Linked DNA regions of Mus musculus: all the other regions are linked to region 4. The links are chromatin contacts, called in public promoter capture Hi-C maps. All regions are on one chromosome and are shown on one strand. Each heading gives the region's core, a stretch centred on a gene start, on an enhancer-like site or on the middle of the called end of the contact. The rest is flanking DNA. Distances are from core to core; before and after follow the strand shown. Region 1 holds the start of Ctsk (cathepsin K). Region 2 holds the start of Lix1l (Lix1-like). Region 3 holds the start of Rbm8a (RNA binding motif protein 8a). Region 4 holds the start of Vps45 (vacuolar protein sorting 45).

Region 1 (2,700 bases), core at 199-2,698, 560 kb before region 4:
CACATGTGTTTATGGAAGTAAATGGAGTTTAGGGTGTGGTTGGCCAAGTCAGACTCTTATGATCTGTCACATGCCTGGATTTTGGGGAAGCGCTTGGAGACTCTTGTAACTGGACCTAGTTTGGGATTTTAATGATTGAGATGCAGTACTCATCAGACATTCTACCACCCGAGAGTCTAGCAGTAGAGTCCCACGTGTATCCATTAATGTAGATTCAAGTGTTGTAAATAATTAGGTGCTACATTGGGTCAGTTGTCTTTCCTTACTGTCATGTTGGGTGTTGATCCTTGGGCCTCATAATGTTAGGAAAGCCCACCACCGCTGAGTCATGTTCCTCAACCCTCTTTTAGCTTTTTGTAAATTACTTTTATCCTCCATTTAAGCAACTAGAATCTTTTTGTAAAGTTTATGTATATGAGTACACTATCTCTGTCTTCAGACACACCAGAAGAGGGTATCAGATCCCATTACAGATGGTTTTGAGCCACCATGTGGTTGCTGGGAATTGAACTTAGGACCTCTGGAAGAATAGGCAGTGCTTTTAACTGCTGAGCCATCTCCCTGGCCCTGTAGGGCATTTCTTAGTGGTTGATGGGAGAGAGCCCAGCTCACTGTGGATGGTGCCATTCCTGGGCTGGTGCCCCAGCCGTTGTTATTTTTAGACAGGATCTCACTAAATTGCCTAGAGTAGGTTGACCTTGAAAGTAAGTTCTTACTTAGAGACGTCTCACTGTATGGCTCTGGCTGACTTTGGACTCACTCTGTAGACTGTTGTGGCATTGACCTCACAGAGAACCATCCACCCCTGCCATCCAGTGTGTATGTTGAGGGGACAGAGGTGTGCCCATAGCCAGTGATGGCTTTGCTTTAGCTTCCTGAATATCTGGGATTACTGCACTGTCTCACACACGTGACTTTCTGGCCACTTTTGAACCATCTCACCTGGACTTTGTGGGCAGCTCCTCCCTTGATGTACAGCCATAATGGGTTAGAAAAACTACTCCATGCCCAGAAGCAGTTAATAGCAAACAGTCACAAAACGGTTTTAAATGTTTAAATTAGAGCCTTACATTTCTAGCCTTTCCTCCCCTCTCCCTCACTCCACCCCCATCATCTCAGAAGAGGATCTGACACAACGTTGGAAATGGTGCAGAGTAAGGAGGTGGGTCAGAACTAGATGAGTTGAAAAGATGGAAATTGCCAGTCAGACATTTTGAGGAAGAATGGAGACAACTAGGGCTGTGTTCTTAAATCTCCCACCAAAGTCTCAATTTGAATATTGTGCTATCTTATTTTTGCCCCCCAAAGTCAGTCAGATGAAACTAAACACTTAGCAGCTATCCACACTGGCATATGATACTGTATACACACATTGTGCAAATGTGTGTCCTTCCTCCCTAACCCCTCCTCCTTTTCATCCTATCCCTGACTCCCTCCCTTATCCAGATTTTCCAGCCACTGCTGGAGTTGACTTCCGCAATCCTTACCGAATAAATCTAGCACCCTTAGTCTTCCGCTCACAGTAGCCACGCTTCCTATCCGAAAAGAGCCTAGCGAACAGATTCTCAACAGCAGGTAACATTTTTAACTTCTGGATCTTTTAGCGTCTTGTTCCTACCAATTAACCTTATTTTAAGAAGAGAAAGGATATAATGAATTGGGGATCAAATAATTTAAGTTCCCTGAATAACAACATAATCCTTAGTTTATTTTCTAGCTAAATGTGTATGGAAATCTTTAGGATTTTCTATGTGAATGAATATGTGGCTGTTGGTATAATCAGAGGAAGAGGATTCTGTAAGCCTGTCTCAAGCGTGGGCTCTTTCTGAGTTCTGTTTAACTTAAGAGTTAACCAACTCCTGGGGAAGAAGAAGAATTCACAGCCACCCGCAAGCCTGTCACACCCCGGTTACTGGTGCTCTGCTGGGTAGTCTGTTGCTTTGCAAAGAGTAGATGAAATGTCGTCAGTGTTGCACAAGTCATATGATGTGCTGCTGGTGGGAAATGGTTTTTAAACTTAAGAACTTGCAATTAAGCCAACACAAGAAATTAATGGGGCCAGAGCAGATGCTGAAAAGCTGTGAGCTGTGAACTTAGGTCATTACGGAATACTGTCCTTCCATCTTCCACCTCCATTCGTGTCTGAGGCTTTCACCCTGTAAAGCAGCCACGTCGCTGTTTGGAAAAAAGAAAAGAGAAAAGAACAGCTACTTACCCGTGACATCTGGTTATGATCAGAGCTGTTTCCTGCCTAAAGGAGAGGAGGTGGAAAGAAAAAAGTGGACAAGGCAAATGAAGATACAGTGAACGTAAATACCATCAAAATGGTCCTGTCCTCTCCTGGCAAGATCTGGGTGTAGGCAAGGAAGAATACTATGCACAAAGCCTGAAGTGTACTGTAGCTAGAACTCTGGCTCTGTAACCACGCTCACTGTGCTTATTCTGTTTATGTGCACCCTTACCTGGGATACGGGGGTGGGGTGGGGGTGGCATAAGAGCTGCCGAGCCTTTCCCAGTTACTTCTACGCACTGCGGTTGCCTAAAGTGTGTGCAGTGTTGGTGGAACATACGGGAGTTACAATGATTAAGTCAGATGATCCGGCACCTCCTGAACTTCTGTCTGTTTTATGTGAGAATCACCTGCAATTCCTTGTTTTCCATATACAGCCAAGTGTGCCTGTCTCACAGTCAAATGAAGGG
Region 2 (2,917 bases), core at 287-2,786, 540 kb after region 4:
TGTGCCCCCCACACACACATATACCACTCCAGATTGTCTTGTTTACCCCAGGGGTAGGTCATGGGCTCAAAGTTGCTCTTCTGTGTGTCTGAGCTTATGAACAACCCCCCACAGGTAGAAGTGGGGAGCAAGCCTAAGTCAGTCCTCTTACCACTTGTCAAATAAATGTGTTCAGAAGTCTGTTTTGTCACTGCTGCCTGAAAGTGTGGGTTGGGGGGGGGGGTGAAGAGAGAGGGCATGGGAGGGTGAGACTTACAGTCACAACTACTCAGGGAGCCAATCTAGAGGCTGCAGCTACTTTCTTTCCAGGAGACCAACTGACCAGTAGTGGTTGTAGAAGAAAAGGCAAATGGGCCCTGTGTTCTGAGGTTTTAAGGCATTTGGTGGGCCTCCCCCCAGCCTCCCCATGCCTGACTTTTAATGATTTAAGATTCTTACTGCCCCTCTTCTCCATAAGCAGATGCTACTTCCTACATCTTGACCACACAGGTTTTGTTGTTGTTTTAAATACAGGGTTTAATTTCATTTCACCAGGTGTGCCTTTATTCATTTTCTTCTAACCTCCATAGTCCCAGGTCTCTTAGCCAACCCTAGGAGAGGGGGTGGGGCTAGTAACTTCACCTAAGGGGAAAAGGAATGGTCAGTCAACAAAAGGGTGTCGCAGCTTGTGTGCATGGATGTCTGCTGGGAACAACTGTTGGAACCCAGACTTACCTGGATCAAGCACCCTTTCCATCTATGTCCTGAATTTCTCTGTTTGATAGGTTTCTGAGTGTATTCTAGCTCACTCTTTCTGTACAGTGATAAACACATTCTACGTTCTCTGACTCCCTTAGTGAGTAGCTGAAGTCAGAAAACCATTCCTGAATGTAAATAGTGAAAAAAGGAAAATATTTGGATTAAAACACTTAATGTCTGAATCTCCCTTGCCATCCAGCCATTTCATGTATCTAATCTTCCTGAGCATCACTTTTCTTGTTTGTAAAATAAAACCTGGTTTGTACTTGGCAGCTATTAAATAAGGCAGTGCACTCAAGTATATGACATAGCATATTCTCACTAAAGTCAGCACTATACTCAGTTTTCACTCCACCACCAATTGTGTATGAACTTAAAGATGAGTCACATCACTTCTCTGAACCGCATCTACATCTAGAAAGTAAAGTGATCAGACAAATGGTCCTTAAGAAACCTCTCCAGCTACAGTTCTATCCAGCCTTGCATCCAGGCCTATTTTCCCTTCAAGCCCCGCCCCAGGGGTCTGGCCGGATTTCTATCGCTTACCACAGGATTCCCAAAGATGCTCCGAAGCTCTCTCTCTTAGACGATTTAGCCTTTTCTTTATTCAATTGGTTCCCGTGCCTCCGCCTTCCTCAATCATTTGCCTAAGGTGGCTCAGGAGCCCACCCCTTTCCTCCCTCTCCACCAGTGATTGGCATGGCATCTGGTTCGTCCCGCCCGCTCTTGACTGACAGCTGGATCCCGGCACCGCCCTCAATCCCCTGGCTCTTGCTCACTGGGGTAGCTGGGACCGTTAGCTCGCCAGGCTGGCAGGCTCCGGGGCCCAGCTCCGCCGGCCACCGGGATGGAGACGATGCGAGCACAGCGGCTGCAGCCCGGTGTAGGCGTCGGTGGGAGAGGCACTTTGCGAGCGCTGCGGCCAGGGGTGACCGGGGCCCCGACTAGCGCCGCCACACCCCCCGTGGGCCCGCCGCCCGCCCCGCCGCCCCCCGCCCCGCCCCCGCCTCCGCTGCTTCTGGCTGGGGCCCCCGGGCTGCCCCTGCCCCCCGGCGCCGCGGGTAGCCCTGCGGTGCTGCGCGAGGCTGTGGAGGCGGTGGTGAGGAGCTTCGCCAAGCACACGCAGGGCTACGGTCGAGGTAAGTGTCGGGAACTGGCCTCCTGCGGGACACCCTCTAGTCAAGAGCCTGGCTCCCACAGCTCCCACTGTCCTCACAGTGGCTCCGCTTGGCGTCCAGCCTTCGCATGCATTTCCTTTTGGGGAGTTTCCTTCTGGACACACACACAAGCGCGCACGCGCGCGTGTACACACACACACACACACACACACACACACACACACACGAGTTATTAATGCATTCTTCAGGGACTCCTGTTTTCAGATGCAATTCTCTTTTCTTCCCAACTTTTTCTCTGTCAGCAGGCTTAAGATTTTAATGTCCTTCTCCCTTTAAGAACCCGCCCCTATTGTGTGGGATCCTCTCCTTTATCTCAGACCCAGGGCATTTCTCATCCTTACCCTTCTCTGTCTTCTCTCTCTGATCTCAGCAATTCCTGTACTCCCATCTCCTGAGCCCTTGTACTTCATCTTCTGAATCTCGACTTTTTAGTTCTTCACATACTTAACTTACCCACCCCACCTCCCACCATGAAATTTCCACCATGACTTCAGATCTGCTGGAGAATTATTAGGTAGTGCTTTCAAAAGTCACTCACAATAATTGTTCCTTTGAATCTGAACCCACACCATTGAGGCCGTGCCAGCTTCCTGTGACTTGGTGCCTCGCTTTAGTGTCTTAGTTTGGAGCCTCACAACTCGGGCCTCTGTCTGTCTGGCGCTGTATTCCTGGCCCTTGCCCAGGAACTGAGGATAAATCTCAGGCCCTGGCTCACTCAATGCTAAATTCTGTGGAAACAAGCCAGGCAACAACCTTATTTTGCTTAGAAATTGCCGGCTTAAAGATGCCTAATTTCTGGGAAGAGGGATGTGAGAATTTTCTTTGTTGTTTTTGTTTAGGCAACGTTAACCAATTTCCTGTCAGAATCCTGGTTCCAAATTCATAGTTTAAACGACAAGGAACACACAGTGAAGGGTGTATGACTCAGACTTTAAGTCTGGAATTTCCAACACATCCCTTCTGTTTCCTTGATCAGGTCCTCCTGGGTCTAAAAGTGACTG
Region 3 (2,835 bases), core at 227-2,726, 570 kb after region 4:
TCAGTGGTTAAGCGCACGGACTGCTCTTCTGGAGGTCCTGAGTTCAAATCCCAGCAACCACATAGTGGTTTACAACCATCTGTAATGGGATCTGATGCCCTCTTCTAATGTGTCTGAAGACAGCTACAGTGTACTCAAATAAATAAAAAATAAACAAACAAAAAAAACCACCTGAGCGGGGAAGTGGTGGCACATGCCTTTAATCCCAGCACTTGGGAGGCAGAGACAGGCGGATTTCTGAGATCGAGGACAGCCTCGAAATACAGAGTGAGTTCCAGGACACCCAGAGCTACACAGAGAAACCCTGTATTGAAAAGAAAAAAAACAAAAACAAAAACACCTGAGATGGTTCTTCTCAGTTGTCAGGCTTACTCTCTCTGGAATGAACTACAAATCCAGAAATGAGGGGCACACCTGTGATTTTCTGTTTGGTGGAGTGGGTAGATCCACTTCTAGTCCAGACTTTAGGTAGGAAAGAACACCTCTGAGCTACATCTAGAGGCAGGAAGACACAGGCTTTTCTTTAATCTTTTGTTTGTTTGTTTTGTTTTTGTTTTTGGAGACAGGGTTTCTCTGTGTAGCCCTGGCTGTCCTGGAACTCACTCTGTAGACCAGGCTGACCTCGAACTCAGAAAGCTGCCTGCCTCTGCCTCCCAAGTGCTGGGATTAAAGCGGGCAGGCACACCTTTAACCTGGGCCACACCTTTTGCTGAAGCCTATATAAAAACATGGATGAAGGAAACTTTTGCACTTTGCCTTGCTCATAAGTCCGTTTCTTCACCGGCACTGGAGCCTACTTTTTCTGGATTCTAGACCAGCTGAGACATCCAGCCTTGTGGAACTAAGCAAATACTAGATTCTTCGACTTTCTGGACACATCTAGTTATTCTCCAATTAGCTGGACTGCAGCCCGTAAGTCATTTCAATAAACCCATATATGTAGATATGTATCAAAGGATTTCTTGCTAGTTGAAAGTTTTATGAGAAAGTCACTGACTTCACTCACCCTTTAAATTTGCCCCAACGCGGCTGCGCTCCGGACCTTCAATCTACCTGATCAACTTGGCTGTAGAACTTCCGAAACCACTTTATTTTACTTTTTATGTTTTTGAGAAAGGGTCTCATTCTGTAGCCTTGGAGCCCGGCGTGGTAGCACAGGCTTTTAATCCCAGCAGCATGTGGAAGGGGAATATAGTTGGATATCTGTAACTTCGAGCCCAGCTAGGGCTATATAGAGAGACCCTGCCTCAAAAGAAAAGAAAACAAAACACAATCACAAACCATGTAGCCTACGGCCTCATACTCGCAGAGCTCCATCGGGGTCCCAGAGTGCTGGACGTTTCTAGCGCTTCATAGTGGGGCCGCCTACATTGGCGAATTTTCACCGCGCCGAGGGCGGGACTTGGAGGCAACCTTTAATTGGTCAGCCTAACTCGTGACGTTTTTCTTCTGCGACAGCTTCCCGAGGTGCTTAGCTTCTAGAGACTCAGAAAGCGCCGAGAGAAGCAAGATGGCGGACGTGCTGGATCTTCACGAGGCGGGGGGCGAAGATTTCGCCATGGATGAGGATGGGGACGGTGAGGAGAGTGGAGGCGACTGCGGGAAGAGGGGAAGGTGCGAGAGGGGAATGCAGTAGAAATTTTCCTGGGACGTCACCCCACGAACTGGGTCTGAAAAGATAGACTCCTCCCCCTTGGGAAAGGAATTAGGGGCGGAACTGGGAAGGGACTGAAGCTGGAGTCTGTGTCGAAGCTTCCAGATAGTCTAGGAAACGCGACAGGTTTTTTTTGTTTTTTTTTTCAAATGACTCTTATTTTTGTTGCTTCTTATTTTCTCACCTGGAACTCTAGAAAGCATCCACAAACTAAAAGAAAAAGCAAAGAAACGGAAGGGCCGCGGCTTTGGCTCCGGTGAGTGTGGGGAATAGGGTAGAGTGGTCTAAGAGGCAGAAGCCCGCGAATTTGGGAGTGTGAGGGGGACACATTTGGAGGACAGTTTTCGGTGATCTGGTATGAATTCTTTTAGAAGAGGGGTCCCGAGCGCGGATGCGGGAGGATTACGACAGTGTGGAGCAGGACGGCGATGAACCTGGACCACAGCGCTGTAAGTAAATAGGACCTATGGGGAGTCTGTGTGCACTGGCACTCAAATGCAAAGTAAAGAGTTGTTTAACCAGTCTCAGAAAATTGCTTATTGTAGGTTCTTTTCAGAATTTTTCTTTTTTAGTTTGTTTGGTTTTGGGTTTTTTTGTTGTTGTTGTTTTGGATACAGGGTTTCTCTGTTAAGCCCTGGCTGTCCTGAAACTCTTTTTGTAGACCAGGTTGGCCTCAAACTCACAAATCTGCCTGCCTCTGCCTCCTGAATACTGGGCTTTTTAGCTTACATGTTCATACAACACTTTCCCTACCCAACAGCTGTTGAAGGTTGGATTCTCTTTGTCACTGGAGTCCACGAAGAAGCCACTGAAGAAGATATCCATGACAAATTCGCTGAATATGGGGAAATAAAAAATATTCACCTTAATTTGGACAGGCGCACGGGATACTTGAAGGTAGATTTTCTTGCTTCCCTCACTTACAACTCTTAGATACATTGATTATGTTGTTTTTGTGAGTTGATCAAGCACAGGTAGGAAGTGAAATGACATTGGAAATTGATTTTGTTACCCACATGAAAGAGACAGAAACAGAATGAGCATGTTTGTGTATATAATGGGGATATGTGGTGTATAGCTGCGAAATTTTTCTTGTAACTATGCATTTCTGGTTTAAGGAAAAGAGTACTTGGTTGGTGAAGTAAAATTCTGATACTTTTTGTTGTTTGTTTGTTTGTCTT
Region 4 (2,700 bases), core at 181-2,680:
CTCTCGATTTTGAGAATCAATTCGTTCGAAGAGGTATACTTCCTTCTGAAGAATCTCTGACTGTGTGTAGACCATACTCACTATACCAGTCTGTAAAGCAAAAGAACGAACTAAGATTATACTAGTCCGGACTAGTAAAAACATGCATCAATAGTTAAGCCTTTTGCCACTAATATTTGAGTAGGTAATTTAAATTCTAATATACAGAATAATATTTACCTAATATCCAAAACAGGCTGTAATGTGTTAGAATGAAAACCTACCACTCTCTCTGAACATGAACAACTCAGAAACTTCTAAAGAGGATCTTCACCATTCCTTTACAATTCCTTTTTTAAAGTTGTGGTCAACAAATAGCCTGTTATTTCAGCTGAACCCCAACAATTTACTTTTAAAAACAACGTTGAGTAAAGTCTTCCCTGTGTCGCCAGTAACAATTTCTTTGCAGACACTCTTTCAGGTGTAAGAAGTCTCTTGGCACCAGTTAGAGCTGGTTAGACTGCACACCCACTGGGAAAGCATTCTACAACTTTCCCAGTGCCAGACAGACTTGATCATCGTCATCAGTGAAATGCTAAGTTCTACAGCGGAACGGGGCCAGCAATTCTAAAGGAAGGGAGAGCTTCCTTTATAAATACTGAGCAAAAGCAAACTCACCGTTTCTTTATCCATGAGAAGTACCTTCATGCCCGGCCCGCTGTCCTCTATCATTTTGGAAATATACTGCTTCACAGCAAAGACCACATTCATGGTGGCGAATTGACAGGTGCCCCACAGCCCTTCCCACCCACTTTCCTGGCTGAATTAACCTCAGGCCTGTTGGGTCTCAGCTGCTTCCGGTCGCCAAAGCCTCGGCTTCCGGGAGTCCGGGTAGCTCCGATACTGGGAATTGTAGTTCCTCCGTGGAGTCCGGGACTCAGACTCAGCAGCTAAGCGACGGTGCCATTCCCGACGCTTCTCGGTAGGGAGTGGAAGGCAGCCTGTTTCCCCGAACCCGCGCTGTGCTGGCTTCTGGTCCTGAGTAGGGAAGCGCTTGGCGCACCGCGGGATACAGCTCTCTCGGACACTGTTTGCTGAGCATCTTTTCTGAAGCCCTCGCACGTCATCGTAGCACTGGGCAGGCTGGGGCAGCGGGGTCCCAGGTCTGTACTGCATAGCAAGTTCTCTGATAGCCCAGGCTAGGTTACAGAGGCAGCCCCGGTTTTCTAAAGTATCCAAACAAAGTAGCATCAAGAGACGGCATTTTGTATTTGGTAGGTCATAGAATGAGACTCAACTGGGTTTCCTAAAGAGAGAAGGGGAGCTGAAATTCATCACGTTTGTTGAATGAAGAAACAATGGGAACGCTATTTAGAGATGTTGTAGACCTTAGAGACCCCAGGAAGGCGCGGAGCTTCCACCCGCCCCCTACTCAGGACCGCTGGGACTGCGAGCTCGCGGCGCCCAAAGTACTGAATTTGGTTGGCTTTCAGGGACGCCGGGTTTCCAGGGCCCCTGCAATGGGCGGGGACAGTTAATTCATTGGGGCCGGAACAAAACCAACTTGAGAATTTAAAGGTAAACACATTTTTAATCTAAGAAGCAAGAACAATTAGCAATCAACTGGATCTTAAAGCTTCAGTTTCCAAAAAATTCAACAGATGACACACTATTATCACACTTCGGATCAAGGTGTTTTGTTCCTCACCTTCTTACAATAGAGAACTGTACAACCAGGAAGACAAATAACTGCAACAAATCATTGGCTATTAGTGCTTCAAATATTTACACCAAAATAATGACGTGTGTGAGATGTGAAACTGCAAAGGATCACCAGAGGTGAGAAGGAGATTTTAAGAGAGGGAGACCCGGATAGACATAGTATTGGAATACAAGGGAATGAATACAAGGAGCACAAAACAGACAGACTATTTAGTAGAGGAAGGGGACCAGGGAGCTTTAGGAACCGCGGGGTTAGGGGTAGAGGGGCTGGAGGCAGGAAAAAAAGGAAACACATTAGAATGAGATATTATTGTCATGTGTATAAATGCCATTATGAGACTCATTGAGAATGCTAATTTAAAAAATTAATTTAAAATCAACACAGCACCACTAAATACTAGTTTTTTCAACATACTGTAAGAAATATGCGGTTAAATAGAATAGAAGAACTTAATCGGGTTATGCAAATTATGCGAAGTTTCCAAATCCCTTGAGGAAGACTAGAAGTCACTTGAAATACAGGTATTTGTCACTTCTAAAATTGTGAAAATGTGTTCTTTTCAGTTTTCCAGTCAATAAATAAACCAGTAAATAAAACTTCCCATTGGGCACAGTACAGGTTTTGAGACTTTCTTTCTTCTTCCTTTTTGTTTGAATAAGGCTTTGCAATGTAACACGGGCTGACTTTGAACGCGTGACCCCTCAGTGTCTGCAGTGCTGGAGTTACTGGTGTGCATATGTTTTGACAGAAGCCTTAAAGCTTTATATTAAACGAGTCAGTGGGATATTAACTACACACAAATGAGATCTAATGTTATATACAATCCTGTTTTATCAGCAAAAAAGTTCATATATTATAGAAAACTGACTCATCAAAGAAAATAAAATTTACCCACAAATCTAGCAAGTTACTGGTATCTGAAAAATCACCATCACCCATGTTGCTTGGATTCTATTTCCTTACCTGGACTGTAATATAGTATGTCATATTTTTTCAAC

Evidence for each region. Promoter capture Hi-C pulls out the DNA fragments that hold promoters and counts their contacts.
Region 1: a promoter capture Hi-C map of liver shows a contact between it and region 4, with 4 times the contacts expected there. The contact joins the promoter of Ctsk here to the promoter of Vps45 in region 4. A contact is called at or near these places in 10 of 39 promoter capture datasets (the SN4741 cell line, cranial neural crest, embryonic stem cells and 6 more), 2 of 484 Hi-C or Micro-C datasets (palatal mesenchyme and rod photoreceptor) and 1 of 9 other capture datasets (embryonic stem cells).
Region 2: a contact with region 4 is called in a promoter capture Hi-C map of liver, with 4 times the contacts expected there. The contact joins the promoter of Lix1l here to the promoter of Vps45 in region 4. A contact is called at or near these places in 4 of 39 promoter capture datasets (hippocampal neurons, liver and pre-B cells) and 1 of 115 datasets of contacts at active chromatin or transcription factors (pancreatic cancer cells).
Region 3: a contact with region 4 is called in a promoter capture Hi-C map of pre-B cells, with 4 times the contacts expected there. The contact joins the promoter of Rbm8a here to the promoter of Vps45 in region 4. A contact is called at or near these places in 5 of 39 promoter capture datasets (the SN4741 cell line, hippocampal neurons, liver and 2 more) and 1 of 9 other capture datasets (adipose tissue).

Annotation. Positions count from the first base shown.
Region 1 is chr3:95,497,762-95,500,461 of GRCm38.p6, forward strand. Ctsk (cathepsin K) reads left to right here and starts at 1,449. Exons shown (of 8, transcript NM_007802.4): 1 at 1,449-1,575.
Region 2 is chr3:96,599,597-96,602,513 of GRCm38.p6, forward strand. Lix1l (Lix1-like) reads left to right here and starts at 1,537. Exons shown (of 6, transcript NM_001163170.1): 1 at 1,537-1,877. The coding sequence starts at 1,586. Gm52628 (a long non-coding RNA gene) reads right to left here and starts at 1,503. Exons shown (of 2, transcript XR_003954672.1): 1 at 715-1,503; 2 at 1-621. It overlaps Ankrd34a (ankyrin repeat domain 34A), which reads left to right. Exons shown (of 2, transcript NM_001024851.3): 2 at 1-182.
Region 3 is chr3:96,628,452-96,631,286 of GRCm38.p6, forward strand. It overlaps Rbm8a (RNA binding motif protein 8a), which reads left to right and starts at 1,477. Exons shown (of 6, transcript NM_001102407.1): 1 at 1,477-1,577; 2 at 1,851-1,910; 3 at 2,026-2,103; 4 at 2,415-2,551. The coding sequence starts at 1,511. It also overlaps the pseudogene 6330549D23Rik.
Region 4 is chr3:96,057,025-96,059,724 of GRCm38.p6, forward strand. It overlaps Vps45 (vacuolar protein sorting 45), which reads right to left and starts at 1,431. Exons shown (of 15, transcript NM_013841.3): 1 at 658-1,431; 2 at 1-90. The coding sequence starts at 750.